Regions from separate parts of the Rattus norvegicus genome. Here region 2 is linked to region 1. A link is a contact called in public Hi-C data. All regions are on one chromosome and are shown on one strand. The core of a region is the stretch at or near the end of the contact, and the rest is flanking DNA. Distances in the headings are between cores, read along the strand shown.

Region 1 (2,700 bases), core at 2-2,501:
CAATCAGGGCACCATCCCATCAGCAAAGCAAAACCCCCTCTTTATCCTCTCTGTCTCTCTGTGTCTGTCTGTCTGTCTCCTCTGTGATGGGTGCGTGCGCATGCATGTGTGTGCGGGTATGTGTGGTGTCCAGAGGACAACTCTAGGAAGTTTATTCTTTTTGTTTTATTGTATTAGTCCTGGGGCTCAGACTCAGGCTGTCAGGCTTGGTCACAAGAACCTTTACCCACAAAGCCATCTTGCTGGCTATATGAACACCACCACCATCACCACGACCACCACCATCATCATTTTTATCTAAATTACTCACCCCTCCCTTTTTTTTTTTGCCAGATGTCTCAAACAGTAATGCTCCCATTGGCCTTTAGTTCCTTCCGTTTCTGCTGGCTGACTTGACTGTGACAGCAGAAGTGTGCTGGGCCCAGGCCCTGCGAGCCACATGCCTGTGACCACATCTTCGTCCAGGTCCCACCACAAGTGTCCTTGGTATGCTGCCTGATTTCAATCTTCACCATTTTCTAGGGAGCAGTTCTCAGTCTGTGGTTCGCAACCCCTTTGACAGCTATTTATCTCCAGAAATATTTACATTATGATTTATAACAGTAGCAAAATGATAGTTATCAAGTAGCAACAGAAATAATGTTATGGTTGGGGTCACCACACTACAAGGAGCTGTATTGAAGGGTCACAGCATTAGGAAGGTTGAGAACCACTGAGAGGGAGGCACCATATTGGGTCCACAGTTACTGACAATCGTGACCTTCTTGGTGCACTTAGCCATGCCCTGTGATCTAGGGCCGATCCCCGAGAGCCTCTTCCTCCTTTTCAGTAAAGGTCTCACACCCAGCAGCATCTGGTCTGAGTAGGACTGAGGCTGGAGCTCACTGCACAGACAGGCATGCTGCCCGGCTCCTGCATAGACTCCTGCTGCCCGGTGCTGCTCTCTGAAGGGATAGAAGGAGATGGACCGTCTAATGCTCCAGGCAGAGACAGCATTCACCTTGCTCATAGCGTAAAGAGCTTGCTTGCCTGTGGTTCCTGCCCTTTACCCGCTTCTCTCCCCTGGGCCTTAGACACTCCCTTCCAGATAACCCAGCTAATCTTTCTTTCTCCCGGCTCCTCCTATGGTACCTGCCTTTTATGAACGACTTCTTTCTGGAAATCCCCTTCCTTATGCGGTGCCAGGGACAGGCATTTGAGATGTGGCTGGTCATTCGATGCCAATGGTTGAGTCATCTGCCTGATTCTGTGTCTCATTCTCTGTTAGCTGGTGAGAGCTGGCGATGACTGGTGGTTCCCAGCACAGTGCAGAGATGTCTATGTTAGCCACACCCAAGCTTGAGAAAGTGAAACTTGTTGGTTTTTCTGTTTTATTTTTTTCTGATGTGTAGTTTATGGTTTTGAGTTATAAAAGCCACGTTGGTGAAGACAGAAGTTTAGTTTCGTGAACAGATCCACATCCTTGGACCGTGAGGAAGCTGGAAGGAGTCCGAGGAATGCCGAGGAGTATTAACTGCCTGTTAAAGGTTGGCCGGTGCCTGGGACACATGGCATGGGTGGTGAGCCTCTTGAGGATATAGCCTTTAAAATCTGTACATCTTCAGAGGAACAACAATCAGCAAACTGCCCACCACCCAAAGAGAAAAGCAATCCCTTAGATCACAAATTATAAACACCTAGTCTCTAGCTTTGTTCTCATGATGGCCCTTGGCTGTCCCGCTTACAGTTTAGAAGCCTGAAACACCCCAGGAAACCTCTGCCTGTTGTCACATTGAGTCCCTTGTGCATTCTGTGAGGAGAGCTGGTGTGCCTGACTGTGGTATGTGTGGTGTGTGTGTGTGTGTGTGTGTGTGTGTGTGTGTGTGTGGTGTGTGTGTCTGTCTCTTTCTGTCTCTGTCTCTCTCTGTGTCTCTGTCTCTGTCTCTGTCTCTGTCTCTCTCTCTCTCTCTCTCTCTGTGTGTGTGTGTGTGTGTGTGTGTGTGTGTGTGTGTGTGTGTGCCTACTGCCCACTGCTCACCTCTATCCTGGGGAAGGATAGGATGAGAAGGCCACAGTTTCAGGCAATGTCTTGCACTCTATCCAGGTGGGTTTGCACCTTGCTGGGGTGTTGATGGGAAAGTCATTTCTCCTGTAGGCCCAGTCTCCTCTGTAGCAAAGGGAACAATAGCAGCTCCTCCCTGATGAGGCCGTAATGAATTTGGTGAGTTGATCCATTACTAAGATGAGAGCTTCCCGATAGACCAGGACACCATACACGAAGAGGACGCAGGTTCTGTCATACCTCACTCTTTCTTCTATCCTTTATTGAGGAACATTTCCAGCACATACAAAAGGTGTCTGAGAATGCTCTCAAGTCTCTGTCTCCGTCCCCTGGACATGTGGCTCCATTCCCTTGATGTCACCACGAAGCAGCTCTGAGATTCAAGCTCTGGAAGGGACTTACAACCCCCTTGTTTCTTGAAAACGTTTCTTGGTGTGTGTGTGAGCACTGTCACCTGGCAAGATCATGGCTACCCCAGTAGGAGGCAGGTGTGACTTACATTTGACATTACAGGTGTGGACTGATTTTAGAGGACTAGAAAAACCTGTGGCAACTGGCCTAACCAGGAAGGACACTGTAGTTTGAAATAAATTTAGATTTCTACAAGGTTGAAAAGAGCACTACATCCTCTGTATTCTGTGCCCCAGCCTCCTCTAAGT
Region 2 (2,943 bases), core at 78-2,577, 320 kb before region 1:
TCGAGTCCTTTTAGTCTCGCCCGAACTGTGGAGACAGACATGTAGAGCTGGGTCTACACCTGAGACTTGCTTCGCTTTGCTGACCCCACCATCCAGTCTAAGCACCCGTGTCCTTGTCTCCAAAACGGGATAAAACCAACCATTTTCAAGGGCCGTTGTCTGGGTGCGATTGGTGGCTGTCCTTTTTCTGTCTACTTTTGTGCCTTGGCCACATCCCCCCCCCTCCACTGCCACTTTCTGCTTTCTGTTCTGTATTGCAGAGGGCTCCCATGGCTTTGGCTGCCAGGTAGGGTTGGTCATGAGTGGAGAGCTGTGGCTCTGGTTCTTGCTGGTGACTTCAGATCATTGACTCAGGTACACCTACCTTCCGTTGTCCTCTCCTGTCCAGGCATGGCTGTGCTAACAGTGACCTCCAGATATCACATTCGCACTTCAGCTTCTCAACAGTTCAAAGCTCAACAACCAGTTCCCCCTCACTAAGTTCTTTGCAAGGGGCGGTTGTGGTTTTGTGCTAAAGCCCTATGCAATATAGAAACTGACAAGCAAGGCTGCCTCGGGCGGGGGCTTACGTGACTTCTCACAGCACCATGATTTGCAACTATGGCCCCTTACGAGCTTGTGACGGTTTTACCAGTTAAATCAAGAATTTCATAAACCTTGCCTTCTTCCTTTCACCCCAATAGTCTCTTTTCTGTTTTGTGATAGCACGGCCCAGGAGTAAGGTGGTGGTCTCTGGAGCAAGAGAGGCAGCTCATCTTAATCTAAACTATCCGGGTGACCGTGAACCATATTTGGGGTTGTTATAGATCAGTGTTAGAGCATCTGCCTAGAATGTACAAGGCCCTGGCTTCTATTATAGTGCGCGCGCACACCCCCCCCCCCACGCACACACAAAGAAAGAAAAAAGAAAAACAACAACAATAACAACAAAACAAAACCAAACAAACAGACCTGATTGTAACATCTATAAATAGGGGATAAGGACAGTTAATTAATGGAGATGGTTTATGTTCAATGCTTGATATGCAATCACGTTTATTGACTGTTGTGATTATATTGCCACCACACCCCTTCTTTCAAGAACACAGGGGTCTTTCACTTGGATTTGGGTCCCTCTTCTTCCCAAACTCTCTATTCAAAGAGCTCTGAGGTAGGTTTGCACAGCTGCCAAGAATCATGGGAAAAGGAAGAAAACAACCCAGCACATTCCCCTCCATGCCTTGGGGCATCCAGGAATTGAGATCACAGAATGGGAACCTCTCCCTGATACACAGAGGAGCCTAGAGGCATTTCTTTGATGGGCGGAGCCAAGTCCTAGGGGAGGAGAATCACCCTCAAGCGGTGAGGGCCTGGTCTGGCGCTTGTGCAGCTGAGGCAGAACAAAAAATGTGCAGCTGGAAATGTGTTCCTTCCCAACAAGAAACTTAGAAGTAGCTTTTGGAATCTCCCTGCTCTTTCGTCCCTCCCTCTAGGCCCTAGGCTTGCTTTACCCGCAACACCTTTTCATTTCTTGTCTACCCAGAAAACTTCTACACATCCTTCAAGACCCAGCTTGAGTTACCTCGGGGCTTCCTTGGTGCCACCCCCACCCAGGCATAATTACCCCCACCCCATGTTTTCAAGCATACGCAGCTTCAGCTACAGCATTCACAGTTCTATGTATACTTAGTCACTCATTCATTCTTTTATCATGGCACCTCAGGATTGCTGGTAGGTGTTTAGACCTTTTTTTTTTTTTTTTTTTTTTTACCTAGTGGCAGATACTCCGTGTAACCTTCCCGCCGGGATCCTCATCGCTTCTCTATGAAGTGTGTGCGTTTTAGAAATGAGGACACACACGGGTGCTCAGATCCACTGCACCCTGGTTCTAAAGTCCACTTTGTTTCCCCTGTAAACCCTCGGAGGAAAGGAGATCTGGTTCTACCCTCTGTGCCCCCAGATGCTGACAGGGTCCTGATACCAAGCGATCACCTAAACGTTGCACGAAATAAAAGAGCATTCCATAGCACTGATGTGCAGAGGCTCGTGAAACCATTTCCCACGAGTTGCTTTATTCCCGGATATTCTCTCTTTCTTGGACTGGATTATTTCCTTTGGGTCAGTTCCTGGGAGTGGAAGGTCTGGATCCGAGATGTGGCGCTTCCTCGATTCGCCACGTCATCTTCCGCCTTTGCAGCCCCGCTGAGTGAAGAGCGAAACGTTCGGTGCAGCCTGAGAGCCGGGATCTCACCTCGACCTTGACGTGGTTGTCCCGCAGGTGCCTCGGAAGCGCCCAGGGCCCTTGCTGAGCCCGAGACTAAGCGTTAGATCGCGACCCCTGCCGCGGGGTCTGCCCTTCCCCCCACCCCGCACCCCCCTCACACACGCAGCTGCCTCGCTGGCAGCTGGATTCAGCCTGGGGGCGGGGACCAGACCCGGCGTCCTCGCCCGGCGGTCTCAAAGCTCTGCTTCCTTATTTGGAGGGACGAGAGGTGGGGAGCCAGAACGGAGGAAAGGGCTTGGGCAGAGGGAAGCGAGACCAGACAGGAGCATCTCGGGGGTGTGGGCAGGTGTGTGTGTGTGTGTGTGTGTGTGTGTGTGTGTGTGTGTGTGTGTGTGTAAAGTCCCTTCTGTCCGCTGTGTGTGTGTGTGTGTGTGTGTGTGTGTGTGTGTGTGTGTGTGTGTGTGTGTGTGTAAAGTCCCTTCTGTCCGCTACTCCACCTTCCTGTAGTCATCCCTAAATCCTTAGCTCACCGCAGGGAGGGGCCAGCTCTGGAATCCCTCTAGCTGAACAGGGCTGTTCCTGTGGCCAGGTTGCCGTGATAGAAGGCTCAAGGATACTAGTTCCACTTAACCTCCATGCACGGACCTCCTCTAGCAGTTTCATCCTTGTATAAGGCCAAACATACCTACAAAGGCAGGGGACATCTGTATAAACGACTAGCAAGTCCCCAGGGAACAAAG

Evidence for each region. Hi-C and Micro-C count contacts between places; a contact is called where the count stands out from the background.
Region 2: a contact with region 1 is called in a Hi-C map of the A7r5 cell line, with 2.6 times the contacts expected there. The contact joins two enhancer-like sites. A contact is called at or near these places in 3 of 12 Hi-C or Micro-C datasets (the A7r5 cell line, Schwann cells and mammary epithelial cells).

What each region holds. Positions count from the first base shown.
Region 1 is chr3:151,655,437-151,658,136 of GRCr8, reverse strand. The region is part of intron 5 of Bfsp1 (beaded filament structural protein 1); the gene reads left to right. Among named protein-coding and RNA genes, the nearest start is that of Bfsp1, 26 kb to the left of the region's middle. Within about 2 kb of position 1,251, at least 14 of the 93 cell types and tissues checked have an H3K27ac peak or open chromatin away from gene starts, as enhancers often do. A contact at or near this core is called in the A7r5 cell line, where this site is marked.
Region 2 is chr3:151,979,180-151,982,122 of GRCr8, reverse strand. No RefSeq gene overlaps it. Among named protein-coding and RNA genes, the nearest start is that of Snord17, 110 kb to the left of the region's middle. Within about 2 kb of position 1,327, at least 11 of the 93 cell types and tissues checked have an H3K27ac peak or open chromatin away from gene starts, as enhancers often do. A contact at or near this core is called in the A7r5 cell line, where this site is marked.